2 separate regions of the Ovis aries genome follow, and region 1 is linked to region 2. The links are chromatin contacts, called in public Hi-C maps. All regions are on one chromosome and are shown on one strand. The core of a region is the stretch at or near the end of the contact, and the rest is flanking DNA. Distances in the headings are between cores, read along the strand shown.

What was found. Hi-C and Micro-C count contacts between places; a contact is called where the count stands out from the background.
Region 1: a Hi-C map of liver shows a contact between it and region 2, with 7 times the contacts expected there. The contact joins the enhancer-like site here to the promoter of TPP2 in region 2. A contact is called at or near these places in 13 of 16 Hi-C or Micro-C datasets (blood, hypothalamus, liver and 6 more).

What each region holds. Positions count from the first base shown.
Region 1 is chr10:78,306,261-78,313,068 of ARS-UI_Ramb_v3.0, reverse strand. No RefSeq gene overlaps it. Among named protein-coding and RNA genes, the nearest start is that of METTL21C, 28 kb to the right of the region's middle. Within about 2 kb of position 2,673, at least 6 of the 54 cell types and tissues checked have an H3K27ac peak or open chromatin away from gene starts, as enhancers often do. A contact at or near this core is called in liver, where this site is marked.
Region 2 is chr10:78,205,191-78,212,211 of ARS-UI_Ramb_v3.0, reverse strand. TPP2 (tripeptidyl peptidase 2) reads right to left here and starts at 4,959. Exons shown (of 28, transcript XM_042255043.2): 1 at 4,699-4,959. The coding sequence starts at 4,863. LOC121820468 (a long non-coding RNA gene) reads left to right here and starts at 5,104. Exons shown (of 2, transcript XR_006061018.2): 1 at 5,104-5,462; 2 at 5,815-7,021.

The DNA of each region.
Region 1 (6,808 bases), core at 1,424-3,923, 100 kb before region 2:
TTTTCTGAGGACTTTTCTTTCTTTTGATTGTAGAGAATTTTGAACATATGCACAGAAAGGACAACAGTATAATGGACTTCCGTGTGCCCCTCACTCAGCCTTAAAATTTTAACCTCTAGTCATACCTGCCTCCTCTACTTCTCCATTAGTGTTTTGAAGCAAGTCACAGATATATAATTTTTATCATTTTACAAATCTCTACTAGAGAGATTATTTTAAACAACCATCTCCTATCTAAGGGGCAACAGAAATTACTTGGTATCAAATATTTAGTCAGATGATTTCCAGTTCTCATGAATGTCATTTCCTCATGGTTCCCATTCCCTTGTTTGTTTGTTTGTTTTTCCTGACATTTTTTTTCAAATCGAAGAAACCAGGTTGTTGGTTGTATAGAGTTTCCCATAGCTTGCATTCGGCTCATAGTGTCCCCATTTCAGAATGAAATTATTTAACTCTGAATTCCTACTTGTTCCTTAAAAGGTCTTTAAGTAGATTACACAGCATGCGGGATTTAGAGTGAAGTATGTTTCAGAATACTGTCTGGGGTAGGAGCTGAGAGGGCTGTTCAAGAGACGGGGGGCATATGTAAGCCTGTGGCTGATTCACACTGATGTAAGGCAGAGACCAGCACCCTGTCACAGAGCAAGCATCCTGCAATGAAAAATAAATAAAATTTAAAAAAAGATTGCCTGTCACTTGTTGGCAGTGCAAACTAGAGCTGTTACCGCTATGTGCCTATCATATGTTTATCTTCCATATAGGGCTGTTCTATGGTTACATGTTCTCTGGGGTTGTTATAGGGCTTCCCAGACGGTGCTGGTGGTAAAGAACCCGCCTGCCAATGCAGGAGACATAAGAGACTCGGGTTCGATCCCTGGGTCAGGAAGACCCCCTGGAGCAAGGCATGGCAACCCACTCCACTATTCTTGCCTGGAGAATTGCATGGACAGGGGAGCTGGTGGGCTACAGTCCATAGGGTCGCAAAGAGGCAGACACGACTGAAGCCACTTCACACACAACACACACATACACAGGGCTGTTACACAGTTACATGTTAGATGCATGCTAAGTTGCTTCAGTCATGTCCTATCTTTTGCAACCCTATGGACTATAGTCCACCAGCCTGCAGGTGGTAACTGCAGCCCTGAAATTAAAAGACACTTGCTCCTCGGAAGAAAAGCTAGGACAAACCTAGACAGCATATTAAAGGGTAGAGACATTACTTTGCCAACAAAGGTCCGTATAGTCAAAGCTATGGTTTTTCCAGTAGTCATGTATGGGTGTGAGAGCTGGACTATAGAGAAGGCTGAGCACCGAAGAAATTGATGCTTTTGAACTGTGATGCTGGAGAACACTCTTGAGAGTCCCTTGAACTGCAAGGAGATAAACCAGTCAAACCTGAAGGAAATCAACCCTGTATATTCATTGGAATGACTGATGCTAAAGGTGAAACTCCAATACTTGGGCCACCTGAGGCGAAGAGTCGGCTCATTTGAAAAGACCCTGATGCTGAAAAAGACTGAACGTGGGAGAAGGGGATGACAGGATGACATGGTTAGATGGCATCACTGACTCAATGGACATGAGTTTGAGCAAGCTCCAGGACATGGTGATGGACAAGGAAGCCTGGTGTGCTGCAGTCCATGGGGTTGCAAAGAGTTGAACACGACTGAGCGACTGAACAACATTGGTCAAGAATTACCCATGTGGAGGGGGTATTTGCAAAATGACACCCAAGCCAAGTCTTCTGGTGACCCGAACGGCCTGCCTTCTTTTAGAAACAAGTCTCTGGGGGAGCCGAGGCATGTGTTTCCTCTTGGCTTTAGAGACCCAAGTTACAACAGATGGTGACGGTGTAGTCCATGTGCCATGAAAACTGGGGACAGAGAGACTTAGGTTTGAGTTTTAAGGTAATGAGGGAACTTGGGGGAGGACAAGGCAGAGACGGTGTTTGTCATAAGCAAGATGAAGACTTAGGTCTGAGGATTTCCTAGTTCTATGCACACAACTACACCCCATGCAGGGTGTGATTCATTACTTGGAAGAAAGAGAGAAAGCAGGAGGAATTCATCCTTAAGTCAGAGGTTCCCAAACTCTCTCAATGCCTTTAGTGCTTCTGATTTTTTTCATTGCACCCCTCAGGCAAAATAAATAAGCCAGCAATGCTGCACATTATAACAACTTATTGACCAGAGATGTATTAATACGTCTTTTGTTACCCAAACATTACTGACTGGAGTGTTTCAATATTTATTTACGTAACAAAATTGCTGGCCACAGGCATTAGTTTCTGCAAAAATCTCGTGCTCAATGTATTAAGCAGCATATGTTCAAACGACTTAATTATGATTTATATCAGCAGCTTAGGAGCTGCTTGGAAAAAATATATAAATTCAAAGAAAAAAATATTTTTATTTCATTCTTATATAACCACATGTATTAGCGGGATGTGTGTGCCTGCCTGTTGGGCACTGCACAACGTTTTGAACTTTAGGAATCAGATTGGACACTCCATATTAATCGTGGCGCAGTACTTGCTTTTCTTTCTGCAACAGCTAAAAACCTCCGCTTCACAAAGTAATTAACGTGATAGAGAGGAATGTAGCACCATTTAATAATCGTGAACTTCCTTGAGCTAGCAGTTCACGCCGTGTCCAGCAGATGTCGCTCTATTTCCCTCACAAGTTAAACCGATTCCCAGTCGCCACGGGACACAGGTTTGGACGCACAGAGAAACGCTATCAAAAGAGTAGATGAAATAAAAGCCCCATGAAGTGACTGCTGTCTGTACCCAAAGGATCAGGAAAGAGGAAGCTGAGCAGGACACGGTGCTTTTGATAGTACCCGCTCTATTCTAGATACTGAGGCAAGAGGCGGATGGCTCTCCCAGGGTAAAGCGATGGGCGATTCGCCCCCTGCGGATGGAAACTGCATGACAAGAAGGGCGGGACGCTTAAGGCGAGGTGGCTGGGACCCGCCCAGACCACATAGTCCTTATTCTCAAAGTCAGGAGACCGCCCTGACCACGCATGCTCAGAAAAGGCTCCGTGGAGGCGACGCCTTTTGGGTAAAATCCATCTTGGTTAAGAGGTGTGTGTGCGCATATGCGAGGATCCTGAGATATGCCACATATGGTCTGGGAACCAGGCAAATCAAAATGATTGGCCAAAGGAAACCCAGAAGAAATGCCCCATTAAAGTAATTCAAACCACTAGTCAAAGCTGTGGTTTTTCCAGTGGTCATGTATGGATGTGAGAATTGGACCATGTAAAGAAAGCTGAGTGCTGAAGAATTGATGCTTTTGAACTGTGGTGTTGGAGAAGACTCTTGAAGAGTCCCTTGGACTGCAACGAGATTCAACCAGTCCACCCTAAAGGAAATCAGTCCTGAATATTCAAAGGAAAGAGTGATGCTAAAGCTGAAACTCCAATACTTTGGCCACCTAATGCAAAGAACTGACTCATTTGAAAAGACCCTGATGCTGAGAAAGATTGAAGGTGGGAGGAGAAGCGGACGACGGAGGATGAGATGATTGGATGGCATCACCGACTCGATGGATATGACTTTGAGTAAACTTTGGGAGTTGGTGATGAACAGGGAGGCCTAGTTTGCTGCAGTCCATGGGGTTGCAAAGAGTCAGACACGACTGTGCGACTGAACTGAAACCACTGTGAGGGCAAGACTCCGCAACTCTCTCTCTGACTCTGCCCGTGTGTCTATCCACATGTACTGTACATATTTTTTTTTTCCTCTTAATAAATACTTGCTTCACTGCTTTCTGTCTTTGTGGGAATTCTTTTCTGCAAAGCCAAAGGGCCAGCGCCCTTGTCACTGACCACTGGACTAGGGGCTAGGATCTGGTGCTTTCTCCACAATGGCCCAGCCTCAACCTCTGGCTGGGAACCCAAGCTCCGCTCCAAGCCGTTGCAGGCCAAGGCCACCTGAGATCAATACCACAAGTAAATCACACACTTTCCTCTCTCCCCTGGGCCCCGTGCCAGTGTGGACTATGCCCTGTCCTCTAGTAAAGGGTGGACTCACCTCCCCCTCCCTCCCAGCCCAGGGGTAAAGTGTCCACAGACTGAGGCTGGTGCCCAGACTTTCACCAAATGGGAAACTATTAATAACAGCCAACGTAGAAGATTTAAAGAGGAACTAGAAAAAAAAGTCCAGGATATATGAAAATATTACTGTCATCCCCCAAGAACCAGGAGCATGTCATCTCACTTCAGTGAGAAAAGACAAGAATCTGTGCAAGATTTTAAAGCAGCCATCATAAAAACGCTCCAGTGAACAACTAAAAGAACTCTTGCAACAAATGAAAAAATGAAGACAGAAAAGAAATAGATAAAAAAATCAATTGAAAAATATTTTGCCAGAAAAATTCAATTAAAAAGCTCATTGAATGGGCTCAGTAGCAAAAAATGCAAATGACCAAAGAAAGAATCAGTGAGAAATTCCCAAACAGGATACACCCGAAGAAATTCATGCCAAGATACACCATCATAAAATTTTTGAAAACTGAAAACAAAGAAAAATACTGAAAGCACTCTCTGCTATCCAAACCCTCCAATGAATCTCCATCTTATTCAAAGAAAGAAAGGTCCATACAACCTCCAAGGCCCTGCATAATCTGGCTCTCTACTAACCCTCCAAGTTCATCTTATATTTCTCTTCCTTTGACTACACTAGCCTAGCCACACTGGCCTCCTTTCTGTCCCTTGAATGTTCCAGATATGCATTTACCTAGGGCCTTTGCTCTATTTATTCCCCTTCTCAGAAATCTCCTTCCCCAAATATTTGTTGAATTAACTGAATGACTAGAGTGATAAAATGAGAATATCCACATGACACACATTCTAAAAGGCCTCCATTCTTTCACTAAAATATTCTCTACTGGCTTCCCCAGAGCACAACTATGGAAAACAGTATGGAGCTTCCTCAGAAACTTAAAAATAGGAATGCCAAACAATCCAGCATTTCTACTTCTAGGTATTCATCCAAAGGAAATGAAAACACTCATTTGAAACTTTGTCTGTTTCAGTATTGTTCAGGATAGCCAAGAGAGGGAAACGACCTAACTGTCCACTGATGGATAAATGAGCAAAGAAAACGTGAGATATTTTTATATATACATAGATATATTTATTTATTTCAGTCTTTAAAAAAAAGAATGAAATCTTGCCATTTGTGACAACACGGATAGAACTCTAGGGTCTTATACTCAGTGATATGAAAAGTGAAAGTAAAGTCGCTCAGTTGTGTCCGATTCTTAGCAACCCCCATGGACTGTAGCCTGCCGGGTTTCTCCGTCCATGGGATTTTCCAGGCAAGAGTACTGGAGGGGGTTGCCATTTCCTTCTCCAAGGGATCTTTTTGACCCAGGGATTGAACCCGGGTCTGCTGCATTGCAGGCAGATTCTTTACCATCTGGGCCACCAGGGAAGACCAAGTGAAATAAGTCAGATAGAAAAAGACACAAGCATATGATCTTACTTATAGGTGGAACCTAAAACCAAGCAAACAAACAAAAACCAGTCTTGAAGGCTGTCTGAGATATGAGATGGGGTGTGGATGAAATGGGAGAAAGGGATCAAGAAAACTCCAAAAGGAGAAAGGGGGAGTTGGGGGAAAGCAATTCTGTTACTTGTAGCAAATAGTGATAACTTGGGGACTTCCCTGGTAGTCCAGTGGCTAAGACTCTGACCTCCCAATGCAGGGGGCCTGGGTTTGATCTCTGGTCAGAGAACTGGATCCCACATGCTGTGACTAAGAGTTTGCGTACTGCAACTAAAGATCTTGTGTGCTGCAGTGAAGACCCAGCACAGCCAGATCAATCAATCAATCAATCAATCAATCAAATGCCTTTTTTAAAAGCGATAGCTTGATACAAGTTAAAGTTCCATTTTTTTTTAAAAATTCATAGTCCCCTTAAGGGAGAACATATTGACCACTAAATTTGTATATTTTCACTGATTTCATTTTAAGACTCATAAATTCCATATATATTTGCTAGTTAAAAAAAAAAAAAAAAAAAAAAAAAAAACAAGAACTGCCACAGGACTCTTTCTGATTTTTCTGCACAACATACAAACCATCCCATGGCTTTAGCAGCAACTCAGATATTCCCTTTAAATACCCAGAAAAGCACAATACTACGTCTTCGCCAACTGATTAGTAGATTTAGAACACACATTTCATCATTGGATTATAAGAATTGTTACAAAATAAGCCATATCACTTCTCCTTGCTGACAAAAATAGACTGGAACTCTGGAAAGGAAAGTGTGCCCTTCATCCAAGAATCTCAACTGATTATGAGTGGCTGCACAGTAAATTTACCAGGACTCAGCATTGCTCTGTGTTCATCCTAAGCTAACATGTCATCAGTTCTTCAAAACTCAGCTGTTGCTGCCATATCATTTTCCAAAGGGAGTAAATACATCGCAATGTACATCCTAAACACCATATAATACCATCCTGAGGTCCTCACAAACAACACAGAGCCTTGTGACCAGACCACAAATGACCATTTATTTAGGGAACTCCTGTTCCCATGGATATGGGAGAAAGTTCATCATCCAAGACCAATCAAGCACCAGGCATGCTTGATATACGTTATATCATTTACTCGTCACGTGGACCCTAGCATTAACCACTCCCATTTTATAGATGGGGTAACTGAGGTTCAAAATTTCGACAACTTGGCCAAAAAAGAAACAATGAGTGTGTTACTCAGTTGTGTCCAACTCTTTGGGGCCCCATGGACTGTAGCCTGCCAGGTTCCTCTGTCCGTGGGATTCTCCAGG
Region 2 (7,021 bases), core at 3,710-6,209:
GTGCCTTGAGATCAAGAATCGTAAGAGATCACTAATAAGTCCGACACGGATCCTTCTCATTGGAGACCTCATTCATCAGTGTGTGAGCAAAGGAAGACAGCCTAACGGGATTTTGTGCTTTATTCAGCATCTGCTACTGCAATCAGCTTTACTCACTAGGACCTCTCTCTTACCCATGAAAAATTCTCATATATATGGTTTTCTGTCTGTGCACTTCTCCCTTCATCATTAGGTGAAGGGACCTACTCCACTAGAGAGAAGACGCAAGAGGGAATTTAAGGGTAGGAAGGTTTTAGAAAGGCACACTGGCTGAGAATTCTGCAAGGAGCTCTGGCAGGAGGAGAGGAAACTGCACTGCTAACCTGAGACCGCTGTCCCTCTACTGCGAGGCCTGGACGGTCACAGGGGACCGAAGACACAGCTACTGCGACGACAGCAAAGGTGATAAGCCCTGGGAATGGAGTGGGAGACCGAGGGATGCTTCCTGGGCGATGCGAGGCAGGACGGAACAGAACTTGCCCAAAGGTTCCTCCCCAACATCAAGAACCTCAGCTACTTTTTATCTCCAGTGAAACACTCACTGTGGCAAAGTTGGCGAGGGTTTACAGAAAATCAGAATCAGAGTGGGAAGTTCGCCAACTTTTCTGCACAAACTGCAGTGAAGGAGCAAGCGCTCACTTGGAATTTCAGGGACGATCCTGAGAACACTCCTTTTGAGCAAAGCACGGTATGTTTCAAGAAATGACTCTTATTCTAAGAACACAGTGATAAAGTGAGTCAGACAGGCTTTGCTTTCGGAAAGCTTACAATCCAGCTGGAAAGACAAATGAGACAAGAGTACAGTGACATAGGACAATGAATAATAAAGGTGAAGGACAGTGTCCAGGAAGGGACAGAAGAACACACAACCCAGCCTGGAGGAAATCAGGAAAGGCAAACTGAAAGGCAACCTTAAAACTGGCAGCACCTACTACCAGTAACTAAACACACATCGATCATAATTTCTTCACTGTACTCTATCTTGTTTTAGTCGTGGTTTAGTCGCTAAGTTGTGTCTGACCGTGATCCCACGGTAGCCCGCCGGCTGCTTCTGTCCATGGAATTCTCCAGGCAGGAAGATTGAAGTAAGTTGCCATTTCCTCCCCCAGGGGAGGACCCAGGGATCTAACTCATGTCTCCTGCATCGGCAGGTGGATTCTTCACCACTGAGTCACCAGGGAAGCCCCCTCTATTATCTTTTAGTGAATATGAAATTAGAAAGACATTTACAGGACTACTTGTAACCTCCGTCCCCAAATTATATATTTCTTTCCCATGAGGAAATTACAGATATAATCACACATATGCATTTTTTTTTTTCCCATTTAACACAAGCACGTTTCACAGAAAATGAATCTGGATAGGTGTTTTCGAGGAATTTTAACTTAACCAGGAAAAAGGTATGAAAAGCAAGAGACTAAAATGAAATGCTAAGTGCTCCAGGAGAATATGAATAAACCACTGTAAGAGCAAAGAGGGAAAAGGAACCGTCAGCAGGGACCGGGCCCTCTCCCTCTTTGAAGTCCCAGGTCCTGACACAGCGGTTGGTATATACACAAAAATACACAATGCATGCAGTGGGAGATGGTGGAAGTAAATCAGCAGATATCCCCAAAGGTGGGTTACGGGATTAAATAGGCCTTTACAGGTGCCTGTAGAAGGCCTGCGGACAGATTAAACCCCATGTGCAGCGGCATGTGCTGGGGAAAGACCTGGAAGATCTGGGAAAGGGGTAGAGTGTTGTTGGTGGAAGCCAGGATTCAGGGGCGGGGGACAGAAGTGCTGAGATGCAAACCAAGGTTACGCAAGGAGCTGGAATCAGGTGGCGATGGCAGGTGCAAAGTTCAGGCCTGGGGGTTTTCATGTAAAGACAACTGGGAGGCCCAAATAGTTGGTTTGATATTAAGCAAGGGTGTGATAGCGGGATTTTTTATTATTTTTTAAGGAAGGGTACTCTGGCAATCTGGATGACGACCAGTGGTGGCCGGGAGGCCCCTGAATTCCAGGTCCTGTCCAAGCTCCGTCTCTCCTTCGTGAACTCTGGCTGGCCCCCTGATCAATCTCTGTTACCAGCTACAGTCTGCACGACTCCAGCATCTTTTAATGCAAAACCTTAGATGCCTGAATATCTGCTACGGAAAAGACTTAACCACTTATTTAATTATTACTCCTCTCATCCTGCCACCCTCTGCATTTAACAAGCCTACACGCTGTCACAAAAGAGAACTGAGCCCGAGGCCGTCTCCAGAGAACGGGACTCACCACCGTATTCCTCAGAGTTCTCCTCGTGCCTCCAGTTCTCTGCTCAGACTTCACTGGCTTTTCCAATGTCCAGTTCAAGCGTCTCTTCCTATTTCACTGGCTCCTTCCACTTTATTTCTATCTACCTTCTTACCTTAATGATGCATACACAGATCTATAAAACACCTTTGTTACAGGTAAGGAGGGTAAAAAAAAACCTTAAAAATTCACTCATGTTTGCAAATCACCTTACTGAATTCTTCTCGAATGGCCATATTTAGGCCAATCTCTCAAAGCTGTTAGAAGGTAAGTGTTAAGTTTTCATTTCCCTTCAAATACACTGTCATGCAAACATTTATTGTTACACGCACACACCTAAGGGCTTCCCAGGTGGTGCTAGTGGTAAAGAACCTGCCTGCCACAACAGGACAGGTAAGAGATGAGGGTTCGATCCCTGGGTCGAGAAGATCTCCTGGAGGAGGGTATGGTAACCCACTCCAATATTCTTGGCTGGAGACTCCCATGGACAGAGGAGCCTGGCGGGCTCCCTGGGGTCATAAAGAGCTGGACACAACTGAAGCAACTGAGGATACACACACCTAACGTACATTTATCCTTCAGACAGCTGGTGGTTTAAGATCCAGCATAAACTCCCTCAAGGTTATTTAAGCCTTGCTTAAAAACATGAGTCTCTTGAGCGCTTTTCCTGAGCTCTTTAAACAGTCACAGGTAACTAACTGTCTCAATTTTCAGAGCAGCGAGGTGGGATGAGAGTCACTGTCTATACTTTACAAAGAGAACGGAAGGACGGGATGAGCAGGTCTGGGAGATTCTACAAAAGCGTCTTTTCCCCAGACAGTACTCCTCCAAACTCTTCCGATCCCCTTATTATCCTGACAAAAGAGCCAGTGAACCATGTCCTCCAGCTGTTCTCCTCCCACTTATCCCTATAAAAAGGAAACACACACACCACCCCGGAATGGAAACCATTACTACCAGGGAATAAAGTCTCAAGGAGGTGATGGCTGGCACTGCTCTGAGTCTCCGTAGTTATTAACACAACTGGACCACTCCAGCGCAGGAGGAAGGTGTCACCTGCTTCTCTTCTGAGGCTCCAGAGCTGCCCGGCAGGGCCAGAAGCAGGTGACTGGCACTCCAGACCGCTGCTCAAAAATTAAGGGGAGGAAGCAAGATACCCCGCGGGGGGACTCTCTACAGAGTCGACCTGTTTCCTCTTCCCCTTGAATTACATCCTAACTTCCCAAACGCTTGCTATCTCGCTTATAAGAGAACACAATCAAGGATTTGAGAGGGCAGAGGCATGAGAGAATTCCTCAACTTCAGGGTTTTAAGCCATACAGGTGAAGGGTTGACACGGAAAGAGATCAGCAATCAGCCCCGTTAGACGTCCAAGAGATGGGACCTTGAGCAACGCTGAGGTTCTGCTGACTACTCGGTTTCCCTGCAAGTCTAAGGCTAAATTTACAAAAGCCAAACTTTGAAAACTTTAATCAGAAGGCTTTCAACGGAGATACAACGTTTTTAAAAAAATTACCTTTTTCACAAGGGTACCTTGATTCAGCGATTCCAAAGGTCAAACAAAGTCGTCTTTTAAAAAATCACAAAGTACGTGGTCTTACATTTTGAGGTTGAAAAATATTAAAAAAAGCAAGCATAATTGAATGCACCCTGGAAGAGTTCGCAAAAAAAAAAAAACACAAAAAAACCAACAACAAACTCAATTGGCTTCTTCTCTACGTAAAAGCCTAATAAGCCCTGCGTTTCAGCTGACCCTAAACTAGTACACTGCAGAAGAGGGTTTAAAAATAGCACACAGAAAACTACCGGAGGAAACAATTCCGGAAGTTGACTATCTTCTTGAAACCGGAGGCTTTCGTTGTTTCGAGATTAAAAAAAAAAAACAACATTCCACCCCAAATCAAATCACCCGAACGACAGTAAGAAAACACAGGAAAAAAAAAAAAAAAACACTTAAAGTTCTGATTTGCCCCTTCTCTGTAGCCTCCCCACCAGCACCACACCACCCTCCCCAGGATAATAAAATGGTAAATAACGGGCACTGGCCGCTTGGGTCCACGAGGCAGCCGCGGCGGCGGAGGAGGGCGCTGGGCTGGGCAGGAGGGAGCCCGCCGGCCCCGGGGCCTGGCGGCGCCCAGGCTGAAAGGGGATTCCCGGGGGTGGGGGTCGGCGATCGGCGCCCCGAACGACAGCGCCGGGCCCCGCTGCTTTGTCTGGGCCGGCATCGGGGCCCGGCCCGGGCGCCCCGGGCCCCGTGCCTCCCAGCCCAAGGCTTCCTCCCGGCGCCCAGCTCGCTCTCGGTGGCACAGCGGGGCTCCGAGGCCCGCGTCCCCCCGCCGTCCCCGATCCCCGCGCTGGGGCCCTCGGCGGCAGCCGCACCTGCATGCCCGGGGCACCGGGGTCGACCCCCGTGTCCAGGACGGCGATGAGCACCCCTCGCCCGTCATACTCCGGGTAGCGGCACAGGAAGGCCGCGGCCCCGGTCTCCTTCTTCGGGAGGAGGCCGTGGAAAGGGAAGGGCTCCTCGGTCGCTGCGGTGGCCATGGACGCAGGCTGCAGGGTGGCGGGGAGGCAAACGGCCGGGCTGCGCGCGGACAAGCGGCGGCGCGAGGACAACCCGGGCGGCCGCGGGCCTGGGTTAGGAGGGGAGGTGCGGACGGGATGGGCGGGGCCAGCCTCCGGCCAATAGCCGAGCCGCCAAGGAGGACCGGCCAATCCCGCGCCGCTACGTCAGAGCCGACGGCGCCGCTCTCCGGAAGCCGAGCCCGAGAGGTACCCGGGGCCGCAGAGAAGGGGGCGGAGCCTGAGGCGTGGCCGGAGGGGTTCGGGGGGCCGGAGCCCTCGCGGGGGCGGGGGGGTCCTTAAACCAGAGAGACGCACGGGGCGGGGATTTTTTTTTTTAGAGGGTGAGTCGGCTTCTAAGCAGAGCGTCCGCGTATCCCCGCCCCACCGCGGGGACAGAGAAGGAAGTGGGGGCTAAGTAGGGGCTTGCCTTCTGGAGAAGCGGGAAGCCCCCTTCTGACAGTCGACGGTTTCTGAACATGCAGGTGTGGATGAATGAAACTTTGCGGTCAGCTGCGGCGGAACCCCCCGGGTGGACCCGGAGCAAAGGGAGCCCACGCGAGCTCGCTTAAACCCCTTAGGTGTGTCGGATATTGGCGAAAAGCCAAGAGATCAATTTTTTTATTTGGGAGAGTGGGAGTGATTTTTCTGGTTGGGAGCTCTTTGATTCAGTGGTGTCGGGCTGGTGTTCCCCTGTCTCGAAGGTGTGTCCCTTTGAAGGATGGTGATGGTGGTAGTGGGCACGGGCCAGGGCTGCAGTCTGCAGTCAACAGGAAGCGGGTTGCTGGCGATTCCATCGCCCTCGGTAGCCAGTAACAAAGTGGCATCCCGAAGTGGGCCCCTCCTATCCTCTTGTCTTACCCTGGGCTTCCGGGATTTCTGAAAAACATTTTTTTTTTTTTCTTTTTCTTACCCACCCCCCCCAACGCCCAGCCGGCCCCGACTCTCTCTTTAAGTTGGTGTTCCTGGTTGATCCTCAGGGTTCGTCACTCAGCTGAAAGTGAAAGTCACTCAGTCTTGTCCACTCTTTGCGAACCTTGGACTGGATCTAGCCTGCTGGGCTCCTCTGTGCATGGAATTCTCCAGGCAAGAATACTGGAGTTGGTTGCCATTCCCTTCTCCAGGGGGGATCTTCCCCGACCCAGGCATCGAATCTGGGTCTCCTGCATTGAAGGCGATTTCTTTACCATCTGAGCCACCAGGGAAACCCTGATAGAGCCATAATTGGCAGTTTTCCAGATTAAGAGTGGCTGCTATCAATTGCTCCATGCTGCCCCAGTGGCCCGTTAATGATTTTTCTGTCTGTATTCATGCCAGGGTAATCTCAGTCTTTGTGAGGATGTGCCAAGGATGGATGCTTTTGGCAGTCTGGTCAGCCTTAAGGTCAGCTTCTCAGAACAATTTTAAACTCATAAAATATAGAGGATTACAGAAGAAATGATGTTGAAATAGCTATCAAAATATGAAAACCAACTTTGTTATACAGAAATAGTTTTGTACATGTGTGTATGTAGTTACACATACGCTTCTTTGCGTAAAGTAAACAGGAGCTAGTGCCAAATCTAATAAGTGCCCGTAATTGCACAATAGTAAAGAGCATAAATGATATTTTGAGACCTGTACTATGACAAGAAGCTGATTTTTACGGGTGACACAGGAACAAACGGTAATGCTAATACCACTCCGGTTATTACCTACATCTATAATTGAAGGAAATACTTAATTAAAAGTTTAGTTGAAGTTAAGCTGTATTTATCTTTTTCTACTCAAGTTTTTGAACCCCTCAGATTCTATCATGGACTCCAGGTTATGAATGCATGGTGTCAAGGGAAATCCTATGTACACCAGTCTCCACTTCACAGGATTAGGGGATTCTCCATGAAGTCTCAAAAATTACCGTAAAGGCTGTGCAGTTTCTTTGAATTGATTACTTGCCCGTTCATTCTACTCCGTAAGTCTTAGAGAAGCACGTTCTCTTTAGTGAAGAGGAAACAGGATAGTTACCAGTTTTCCTTCCTACTCCCAACTGTGTTTATGTTACCTCAAAAAGGACTTACAGTGATTGAGGGAGAAAAGAGAAGGACAAACTCAGAAGACATTCAACAAAAACATATAGTGACAGAGTGGATGGAATAGCTTC